2 separate regions of the Hordeum vulgare genome follow, and region 2 is linked to region 1. Evidence: chromatin contacts called from public Hi-C data. All regions are on one chromosome and are shown on one strand. The core of a region is the stretch at or near the end of the contact, and the rest is flanking DNA. Distances in the headings are between cores, read along the strand shown.

The links. A called contact is a pair of places that touch in the nucleus more often than the background predicts.
Region 2: a Hi-C map of leaf shows a contact between it and region 1, with 3 times the contacts expected there. The contact joins the promoter of LOC123426232 here to the promoter of LOC123426231 in region 1. A contact is called at or near these places in 3 of 6 Hi-C or Micro-C datasets (leaf and seedling) and 1 of 1 datasets of contacts at active chromatin or transcription factors (embryo).

Annotation. Positions count from the first base shown.
Region 1 is chr2H:345,694,485-345,700,516 of MorexV3_pseudomolecules_assembly, reverse strand. It overlaps LOC123426231, which reads left to right and starts at 3,258. Exons shown (of 4, transcript XM_045110030.1): 1 at 3,258-3,607; 2 at 3,681-3,859. The coding sequence starts at 3,308.
Region 2 is chr2H:345,945,959-345,951,990 of MorexV3_pseudomolecules_assembly, reverse strand. LOC123426232 (RNA-binding protein CP33, chloroplastic) reads left to right here and starts at 3,585. Exons shown (of 4, transcript XM_045110031.1): 1 at 3,585-4,082; 2 at 4,211-4,312; 3 at 4,556-4,867. The coding sequence starts at 3,588.

The DNA of each region.
Region 1 (6,032 bases), core at 2,009-4,508:
AGGAACGCACAAAACTAAGATACATACACAACAAGAAAATAAGTTTAGACAAGTGCACTAAAGACCAAGACCGATTTTATAAGGATGACATGATATCGGAGAATATAGCATGTTTATTTTAGTACAACATGATGACTTCTAAGAACCTTGATTACTATTTTTTAGGAGTGTATACCTTCTGTCACTACAGTACCAGCCTACATATTTATCTTCACTAAATTAGAAAAAGAGAGTCACCACAGCACATCACAGCGGATCCCCGAGAGATTGGTGAAGGGGAGAGCTGAATCTACCAATTTAATCCCCTGGTAGAAGCCGGTTAGGGTCTGGGGGAGCTTCCTGCGGTAGCTGCGATCGTTGGTGAGGCCGAGCCGGTGCTTGGAGACGCACTAGAAGCGGCAGAGCGACTTGGCCAGGACGCGCGAGAGGATCTCAACGATGAGGTCGTCGGTGAGCCTCTCAGCCGCCGCCTCGCTGCCGCTGGGCGGCGAAGATGAGGACCTTCACACACAACGATGGAGAAGAGAGGTTAGGGGATCGGATGAAGAAGGGAGAGGAAGTTCACGACGATTCATGGCGATGCGTACCTGATCCGAGTTGATATCCGTCCGTCCTCCCGTGGGCTAGATCGATCAGCTGGGGTGGCCATGGCGCGGCGGCAGAGGAAAGGTCCGGCGGCGCCGCCGAGCACGGGGGAGCGGCGGACCTGATCCGAGTTGATATCCGTCCGTCCTCCCGTGGGCTAGATCGATCAGCTGGGTTGGCCATGGCGCGGTGGCAGAGGAAAGCTCCGGCGGCGCCGCCGAGCACGGGGGAGCGGCGGCGGATGGGCCGGGAAGGGGATTGAAACCGACGGGACTGACACTTTTGTGTAATGGCGGATGGGCCGAGCAGCAGCAGTTTGGGCAGAGGAGGATGAACGTGAGGTGAATACAAAAAAGCAGGGTTTGTAACGCAAAATTCTAAAACGAAATGTCTTTTCACTTAAAAAGGTACTGCGGATTGAATACACAAAACGTCAGGGGCTTTTTTACAAAAACGCCATGACGGACGGCAGAAGCGCTGCGCACTTTATTATTACTAGCAAAATGGCCCGTGCGTTGCCACGGAAGAAAAAAAACATAATCTTCAATGATGGTGACCACATTATGTTCACATATCATTGCTTAATTTAAAAATTTTGTGCACAAATGCAAGAAAATGTTTCTTCTTTCAAATTTATTCACAAGTTGAAGCAATCTTTCCATTTTCAAAAAATATATATTATGGTTGTCAAAAATCTTGGTAACTCAAAGATTTATTCTGAATTTCAAGTTTTTTTTAAAAAAACATACAATAATAATCCGATCCATCCAACAGTTAATTTTTAAAAATTCACACACGTATATTGTCACATAGATTTAGAAGCATTAATGTTTAACTACATACATTAGATCTTTTGTGAACAATTTTACAAATATGGAAACCATTTTAAAATAGAGATTTTTTTTTACAATTTACAAACATTTACTAAAAATCATGAATATTTTTAATATTTCGAACGGGTTTAAATATTATTTTTTGAATTGGTGACCAATTTAAGAAAAGACGAACATAATTTTTGGTGTTGGAGGATTTTATTTTAAATTCACAAACATTTTTTAAAACGCATGAACTTTTTCTGAATAAACAAACATTTTTATAAATAAGTAATATATTTATTAAATTCATGGACATTGTTTTGGAATTTGTAAAAAAAATATAAAAATCCGGCGCTTTTTTGAATCCTATTTTTAATTCAAAATAAAAATTCGTCAGCATTTTAATTAAAAATTCCTATTTTTTAGTATGCAATTTTTTTTGTAATTCTAAATTATTTAAATTATAAATAAACAAAAATGGAACGGAAAATTTTGAATAAAAAAAAGAAACTATCAAAACAGGCATTAGCTATTTTTAAAATTTTAAGACATTTTTTAAATGCATTAACATATTTTAAATTAGAAAGCATTTTATTAAATGCCTTTAATAATTTTTAATACATGTAATTGTATTTGAGATCATGGACTTTTCTTATTGTACAAACATTTTTCTAAAATTGCAAATATTTTATTGTATATGCGAGTAATTTTTACAAAACTCCGAGCAGATTTTGAAGTCACAAACACTTTAATTTTTTAAATATGTTAATTTATAATTTTGAGTTTATTATTTTTTTAAAGATTATTTGAAGTTCTAAATTATTTAAAATAAAAAAAATAAAACGGAACTGAAAGTAAATAAATAAACGGAACTAAAAGCATACGCCTGTGCATGGCCGGCCCTTACGGTGTGTTGGATATTCTCCGAGCGTGCAAAGCGTAATATATGACGTTTTTACATGGGCCGGCCCAGTCCAGCATTTTTCGCTTTGTAAAACGTTTCTATTACTTACCAGTGGCATGGTGGGTAATTTATGCAAACTTTAGGGATAATTTTCAAGACGGACGACCAAAAACCGTATTTGCTTTATTATTAACTAGCACAAATGCCCGTGCGTTGCAACGGGAGAAAAATAAAAAAGACACGTACGTAAGGTCTTAGATTATAAAATATGTACAAAGAAAGAACCTAGTGCAAGTATATCATGTACAAAGATTATAATTTTTTTCAAACATTGATGCTTAAGTTAACATGTTACAATACAAATAGTCGGTACGAAATAAAGACAAATATTGATTAGCATTGTATCCTAAATAGTATTTTTTTAAAATATTTAATATGTAAAATAACAACATATTCAAACTCTACACATTTTTCTAATCAAGTTTCATATATAACATGTTTAAATTGGATTTACGGTTTAAAAGATATTGTTATTTGAAAATACATATTTATTCTGAATGGACTTCGAGGTTATTAACGCATATGTGAGGGGTGTATGTAAAAAATTTAAAAAACGATTCGTTCTGAATATAACTTGGACTGCGGGTTATTTAGCATGAAAGTAAGGGGGTTTTATGTAAAATGTGAAAAACGGTTTAGCCTCACTTAAAAACGTACCGCCGGTTAATTAGATGAAACTATAGGGGTGTTTTTGCAAAAATGTCACGACGGACGTCAGAAGCAATGCATGCTTTATTATCAGGGGAGAATTAAATTAAATTATTGAGGAGAGATTAGGAAAGATTCTTTATTTTTTTCTGTTTAAACCCGTAAAAAAGTTAATTTTAAAGATTTAAGAATTTAAGGACATTACTAGTGATAGTGATGCTGTAAGTCTGATGGTCTGACCCAAACCGAGACATCCGTAAGAGGCGAAGGCAAATTCAACCAACTTGTGCGAGGGATGGCGCACGCCCTCGCCCAGGCGCTCCGCTCGCTGCTCGCTAGGTGCTCGACCAAATGTCCTCGCGCCGCCGTGGCTGCCGCTTCCTCGTCCTGCCTCCGCAGCGCCGTTCGGCACGCTTCCTACACCGCCTGCCCCAGGAGCATCCTTCCTACTTCATGCGGCGGGGCCGTATCCGCGGCGCAGACGCGCTTCGTGTCGAGTATAGCGGGCCTTGGCCCAGGCGACGAGGGCTCTGGGGAGGAGGAGGAGTGTGTGGCGGAGTGGGAGGAGGATGAAGACGAAGGGGCCGATGCTGAGGTATTTCGGCTGGCCTGGTGCACGCTCGCCCAAATGCTGCCCGGCCTGCTCTTGACTCCTTGGTACGTTTCAGATCGGTGATGGCGGCGACGGCGGCGGTGTCGTCCTGCGGGACGTCAAGTGGGGCGCGCGCGCTCTTTTGGCGGCCGAGGAGATTCTTGGCGAGCATTTTGGCGATGACATTGCCATGTTCGCCTTCAAGGTGTCGCCCAAGGGATACGTCTACGTGCGGCTGGACAAGCTCACCAGCAGGTTCGTGAGTTTACAACTGTCTGTCTAGTTGGAGGCAGGCATTTCTTGCTGGCTTTCATTTTCTCGCTGTAATGATGCACTTGCACATGAACAAAGTAGACTGTCGGTGTAAAATCACATCAGTGAATAAATTGTCTGCTGAAATGGTCATCCAATGCAGTTGCCTTAAGGCTTAATCAATGTCAAATCCAGTCACATCTCACAGCTGGCTCCTTAGACTTCAGCCACAAGCCATGTTCGGCTTCTCTTTAGTCGAAATGCGGGTTATTTTACTTATCTGTATTGATATGATTGAGTGTGGCTTCTCTCAAACATTCGTGGTTTTGATATTCATACTTTACTCAAAACCCGAAAACATTTTCTCCATATTGAATTAGTTAGGATATGGGTACCCTTAAAGTGAAAATCCAATGGCTGTATGATGTGCCATCGATGGGAAATAATAGAAAATGGTACCGGCAAGCATATATCATACAGTACTATTTGGTGCCCTTTGGCGGAAATTTAGAAGTGATAACGTTCTGGCAATTGTGTGTTTCACATAATCTTCAGTAACCCCTTTAATTTTGCCCATTGTCATTCCACCATGATGTACGATGACAATATAGGTAGCTCCTCTCTTTTTTCGTTCAGAGTTCAGTCTCCGATTTTTCGCCTGCAGCATGACATTTGTAAACTTAGACACTTCAAGTTTTTTTTAGAAAAGGAGGCATCGCCCCGGACTCTGCATCGAGTGATGCATGCAGCCTTTTATTAAGTATGAAACCAGTCTGAAACAAGTACAAAGCGTTCTTGAAAAAGAAAAAGATACAAGGCGTCTATCGCGCCGCAACCGGTAATGGAAATAGGCCTAGATGACTAGTCATCTATCCTATTAATATGTCGCCATCCAAACCGGTTGAAGATACCCCGAGCTACCATCTTCCATCGGGCACACCCAGTAACCAAAGGTTCCCTGGCTAGGAGTGAGTAAGGACCACGTGCGGATCAAGGCAGTAGCCCTGAAGATAACCTGCAAAAAGTGAGTATAGCTTTGTCTGTTAAACACTAAATCATTTCTGCAGTTCCATGCAGCCCATAATAGTGCACAGGTACCAACACGAATAAGTTTAGTATATTCAACATTGACCCCCATCAACCACGTCCCAAACAACATGTTAATGCTAGTAGGAGGGCTAATGTTGAACGCAATATGGATCGAGCGCCATATAAGTTTAGCCATAGGGCAATCTAGAAAGAGGTGTTTAATAGTTTCTTTATTCTGACAGAAGTTGCATCTTTGATTTCCTTTCCAATTACGCTTGGCCAAGTTGTCCTTAGTTAAGATAACTCCTTTGTGAACAAACCACATGAAGATTTTTATCTTAAGGGGAACTTTGACCTTCAATATATGCATGGATTTTGGAATAGGCGAAGAATCTATGAGGTGCACATACATAGATTTTACAGTAAATATACCATTAGTGGTCAACCTCCATTGAACTCTATCAGGGCAGTCAGAAAGGCTAATGTCCATCAGCCTTCTAACTAGATGCAGCCATCTAGTCCATCTGTCACCAATCAAGGCTCTACGGAACTGAATATTTAGAGGAGTCTCACTCAATACCGTCGCAACGGACGCCTGTCGACGTTGGGCAATATTGTACAGCTGCGGATACTGAAGAGCCAAGGGCTCCCGCCCTAGCCATGTATCTTCCCAAAATCTAGTTAATTCACCATTTCCAATGATAAACCTAGTTCTGTTAAAAAATGCTGTTCTAGACCTCATCAAACCCTTCTAGAAGGGAGAGTCACCTGGTCTCGTGGTGACCTAAGATAAGGTCTTGTGTTGTAGGTACTTGTTCTTCAGAATTTGTACCCACATACCTTCTGTTTTCACAGATAATCTGAACAACCATTTGCTAAGCAGACATCTGTTTTTAACCTCTAAATTCTCAATCCCCAAACCTCCTTGGTCCTTTGGTCTGCAGATAATGTCCCATTTAGTCAGCCTATACTTGGTCTTTACCTCATCACTCTGCCAGAAAAACGAAAAACCTAGACCGATAGAAATCCAACCTTTTTCGCACCCCAACTGGTACTTCAAAAAAGGATAGAAGAAACATGGGCATGCTTGATAATACAGAATTAACAAGTACCAAACGTCCTCCATAGGATAAAAGCTTGCCTTTCC
Region 2 (6,032 bases), core at 2,336-4,835, 250 kb before region 1:
CGCATGGAGACAGGTTACGTTTCTTAGAACTTATTGTGCTTCATACAGTTACTGTTTATGGCCACACGCCATTTATTCAAAAACGATCTCCACGGTCTCAAACTTCTGCAATTTGCCTTATACTAGAAGTTAAAGCACGCACAGCAACCAATTGAGAGGAGTAAACAACCATCAGGGAATTCCGAAATTTTGGACACTATAGTATATGTGAACTCTATGAAAAGAGTATAACTAAATTTCAGATCTGCTCTTTATTTAAAAGAAAAATTCTCAAAAACCATCCATCCGGTTGTAACACTTCACATTAGAGGGGGGGTTTCACAGTACTCTATTACATTCATGTGTCCAATCACCCGAGATTCCATTTGCAGCACAATTTTCATTCTGTAGAATACATGAGGACCTGATCCCATGGATTTCATTGATTTCACTGTGATTGACCTTAAAGCACAATGAGGAGCAGCAGGCGGATTCAAAGGTTTCAGTTGAGCGAGCAACAAATTGTCCACCATGAGTGCATTAAAGCAGTAATTATGTACATAAATACATCGGGCAAAAGTGTTCCTGGTAAAAGTACATACATATCCAAATGGCTCCATTACCAGATGAACCAGAGAAAGAGTGGACCTGACTGAATCCAAGCATGGATTTTCCAGAGTAAAAATGTTAAAGAGTATTTCATCTGAAGCTACTGAAGAAAATAACACTCCACCTGAAGCAATCAAGCGACAGACCTAGGAATAGGCCAAAATAGCAACAATTACAACATGGTCATGGCATATGGTAAGGTTATAACACATCAAATCACCAACAAACCCAAAATGATCATGGTACCAATTAGGTAACCCGTGTCTTTGAACCTTGGATTAACCACATTATGATCTTCTTCATGCACTAGCTAACGCAACCAAAAATCCGAACTGATGAAAAAGGGCTAGGCAATCCACATATAGTGTAACACCCCCTCTCACGTGTGACGGGGAAGACAAGTCAACACATGTAACCGGAAGAGAGTGATGACGTGCGAAGCTCACGTATGACTCAAGAGGCCTCTACGTGGACATAAAGGGGGGCTACCAGCATTTTTTAATAAATTGCGAAAGCCCGGACTTGAACTTAAGACCTTAGCTCCGATACCATGTTAAGCTTCATGCACTAGCCAACGCAACCAAAAGTCCGAACTGATGGAAAGGGCTAGGCAATCCACATATAGTGTAACATTTGTAAACCAAATAAAACTACAAACTACTGACAGATAAAAACCTGAAGTTAAGCAAGCATGACGTAATTACACCCATTAGCGAACATAGTAGACCAGTTAATCCAATCAAACACAATGTCAATAAATTTATTTCACTCCTTACTCCTGCGACGGTCCTTCTCTTGCATCACCTGTATTAGTCATCCTATAGCCCATGCGATCAACAAGCCTCAGGTCAAACTAGTAACTAGAAAGCTAAAACAACAATTCCGGAAGAAAATAATATCACATTACATATCAGCAGTATTTAAATAATCGCTGTTTTGTTCATTCACAATAATGGAACGAAGATATATACAGATATCAATGACAACAATCAACTGTAACTTATTTCAAACTCCCCATACAACTCAGAGACGATGTACTACAACTCAGAGACGATGTACTAGACATCAGTCACTGGGAGTATCTTGCCATGATGACTTAACCAGAGATACAATGTCAATCAATCAAGCGACACACATATTATATAAAGGCATCAGATAAAAATTCAGCAAACTATATCATGTTCAACAATTATTCAGAAAAAAGAACTCACATATATAAGAAGTCTATGTAAATAACTGCTGTTTTGTTCATGCAACTGATTATTTTGGGGAGTTTGGCCATATAACATTCCAGGTTTCTTACTATTGCGTTGGCGAAGTGACTAGTTACAAGATCTGCCATCTTTTGACACAAAGAAAAGGTTGATTTAAGTCTAAAATCCTAAATTTAATGGTAAATGCAGGCAAACCATATTGATGTCAATGAAAGTAACCAGCTGAAACCTATTTCAAACTTGCTCAGCATGTCAAATCCAATGCAATCGAAGGCTACTTTATTAGACAATCGCAGTCACCATGACTTGACCAACGTTATAATGGAAATGCATCAGGCAACAAACATGGTGAATATGTAACCCATATGTAATCTAAAAGTATCAAGAAATTCTAAAGCAAATTGTGTATCTTGTCGTCATCGTAGTCACCAGGAGTAGTTCGAGAGATACAATGTCAATGCATCAAACACAAAGATGATGAGTATGTAACCTACTCCCTCCATTCCTAAATATATGTCTTTGTAGAGATTTCACTAGGGACTACATACGAAGAAAAATGAATGAATCCATACTCTAAAGTATGTCTATCAGGGACGTAGCTGCCTTGTAGGCATTGGGGTCAATTGACCCCAATGATATTAGTAAATCTTTCATTAATTCATTACTAAACACTATTTATTTATTAAGATAATTCCGGTATTATAGACATGACCCCAGTAAATATTTTTTCTAGCTTCGTCCCTGATGTCTATGTAGTGGATTTTCTAAAAAGACTTACAGAGGGTGTATCATATAAAAAGCATCCAGAAATTCTTCAGTAAATTCGGTATCATGGCCAACAGTTATTGGAAAAGGAACCTTATTTCCCCACAGGGGGATAAAAACTAACCTCATGCGCCTCAATCAGATCATAACTCATACTGAACAAAAAGCTACCACGAGCTGAAAAATCTAAATCTAATCCCCCAGTTGTTAGTTACCCAAAGACAAGGACTCTGCCTTGTGGACGATTGCCTCTTCCTTCTTCACCCCCTCGGCGGCCGTGGAGGAAGTAGCCTGCTCGACCACCACCTCCTTCTCATCGGCAGCGATGGCGGCAGACTCGACAGGAGCTTCTTCCATCTTGGTCTCATCAGTGTCCGGGGAGGGGTTCTTGTTTGTATCGGCGGTGGCAGCAGCGATGGCGGCTTCGGCTTGGTCGGAGACGGTCTGCTCAGCCTGGAGCACGGGGGCGTAGTAGTCGGCGTGGGCGTCCATGCACTTTTTGAGGTCGGCGGTGGCTTGGGAGCAGCGGTCGAGCATGTCGGAGCCCTCCTTCTCCGCCGCCTGCACGCACTCCTCCCACGACACGAACGCCTCCTTGCAACCTCCACCTTTCATGTACAGGCAGAACCCGCACTCCCCTTCTTCCTCCCCATCCGCCGGCTCTGTCTCGACCGCCGCGGCCGCCTCCTCTCGGCTGCCTCCGGCGCTAGACGACTCCTCAACGACGTCGGGATCGACTTCGGACGCTGCCGACGCCATTGCAAAATTTCTCGCACGAGATTTGGATTCGGTGAGGAAAGGAAGTGTTTGGGGTCTCGGGGCGGCGGCCTCTGCTTCTTGCGGAGGAAGAAGAAGAATTGGTGACGGTGACGGTGCCGCCGCCGCCGCCGCTTGGTGAGAAAGAATTGGTGTGTTCGGACACGGAGAGGGGGTCTTTAGTGGGCCGGAGTTTCTCAAGGCCCGGACTAGGTGAGCCCAGACGATAAGTATTGGCCTGTTTAAGCCCCTACCCGGCATAATATGGCTGCAGGAGTAGAGGATAAGGAAAGAGACCGAACACTGACACACCACAGCACCAAAGCTCCTCGCTCCTCCACGGCCATGGCCACCGCCGTCGTCGCCTTCCGCTCTTTCCTTCACCCCACCGCGACTGCCGCCGCCATCCCACTCCCTCCTTCTCACTTCAATCTCAACAACTTCCAGGGACACTGCATCGGGCTCCGCCTCTTCTCCTCCCACCGTAGCCACCCCATTCTCCTGCCCGCCTCCGCCTCCGCCGCTTCCGGCCAAGAGTTCTCTTCTGACGGAGAGTATTACTCTGAGGAGTACGTGGAGGAAGAGGGCGAGGAGGCAGAGCCCGAGGTCGAGGCAGTTCGCGGTTACTATCCTCCGAGAAACCGGCCGGCACTTGGACAAGAGCCCGGGCGAATCTACGTCGGCAACCTGCCCTACACCTTCACCGCCGCTGAGCTCACTGCAGCGTTCTCCGAGGCCGGCAGCGTCGACGATGTCCAGGTACTCATCAAAGATCAAACTCAAAGCACGCGAAATGCAATCCAAGTCTTATCTTCAATTTGTGCCTGTCTCTGTCTTCCGGGCGCGTATGAATTCCTGTCCACGGTTTGATGATTGCGCTCCTGCAGATAATCTATGACAAAATCACCGACCGGAGCCGCGGCTTCGCCTTTGTCACCATGGCCACCGCCGAGGAGGCTGCCAAGGCCGTCCAGATGTTCAACGGAGCCGTGAGTTCCGCACTAGTTGAACCAATTCTTCTCCACTCCACATGAAAGCATGTTCTTGTTCTTGGCCATGAATGCATGTGTCAATGCAGCTTCTTCTCCATTCCACATGAAAGCTTGAGCTTGTTCTTGTTCTTGTTTTTGGCCATGAATGCATGTGTCAATGCAGCTTCTTCTCCATTCCACATGAAAGCTTGAGCTTGTTCTTGTTCTTGTTCTTGGCCATGAATGCATGTGTCAATGCAGCTGCTGGGAGGGAGGACAGTCAGGGTGAATTTCCCGGAAGTGCCGCGAGGAGGAGAAAGGGCAGTGGCATCGGCAGCGGTTGCAAGGACTAGCTTGCGTGTTGTTGACGATGGGACATACAAGGTTTACGCCGGCAACCTGGGTTGGGGTGTGCGGGCTGACGCACTCAAGACGGCATTTGAAGGGCAGCCTGGCTTGGTTGGTGCCAGGGTAATCTTCGAGCGTGACACCGGTCGTTCGAGGGGGTTTGGCTTTGTCTCCTTCCACACCATACAAGATGCAAAGGCTGCCTTGCAGGCCATGGACGGAGTGGTATGTCTTTCTTGCAACCTTAGAACCAAAATACCCACCACATCCACCACTTCACTGGATTACCATGGTATAATAGCATAAGTAGAACAAAACAGCAAGTAATTGAAAACTGAATTATGAAATGTAGAAACAGGGTCACCAGTATGTTACTTTGTTATAGTTTGTAGTACTTCCTTCATCTCAAACTAAGTCACTCTACTTTATACTAACTTTAGTACAAACTTAATACAAAGTTGAATCACTTAATTTGGGACGGAGGGAGTATTTCATAGAGAAAAATTAGTCAATCTACACCTAATAATAATAATAAAGAGCCTATTGCTTCCGTCGAAAAACCCACCACGGCATTTTTATAAAAAAGCCTCTGTAATTTTTGTTATTCAACCCGCGCTCCATCATTTATCTACAACGTAAAAGGAAAAACGATCGCTGCAAAAATTATACTCGTACGCATCGTCTCCTCCCGTCGACCTTGAGCCACCCTGGCCTGTGCCCAGGCCGCCGCCACACCACTCGCCGCCGCGGCCGACCTCAACCGCCACGGCTGCCGATCTCAACCCACCCACCTCTGCGGCCGTACCTCTCCCCGCTCACTGCCCCCGTTGCGGCGCTCGAGCGCATCGCGTCGACCCTGGTCCACCCTCGCGTGTGCCCAGGCCGTTGCCACACCACTCGCCGCCGCCGCCTACCTCAACCACCACTGTTGTCGATCTCAACCCATCCGCCTCCGCGGCCGTACCTCTGCCTGCTTGCTGCCCCCGTTTCGGCGCTCGATCACAGCTTCTGGATCAAATCAACACGACAGCTACAGTGACTGGATGAAGAACGGCGGCGACGCGGCGGAGCGAAGTACTTGCAGGTGGAGGCGGGCCTCCATGGCTCACACGGGGAACTCCGAGGTTATGGCGCGGCAACAGTGACTCCTTATGGCATGATAGAGGCGCCTAACCCTTGCTCCCCTCATCGTATCCCCTCCTTGGCAGGAACTCATCATCTAGTGAGATCCCCTCCCCATGCCTCCAACCGTGTGCCAAGCACCGGCAAGAAATTTTGTTTTGTGGGAATTTGTTTGCTGATGAATGAATGTATTGAATGTAATATTGTATTGTTGTGAAGACAGAGAATGGAACACCACCTTCAGTTTGTCATCTGATCCCACATTCTC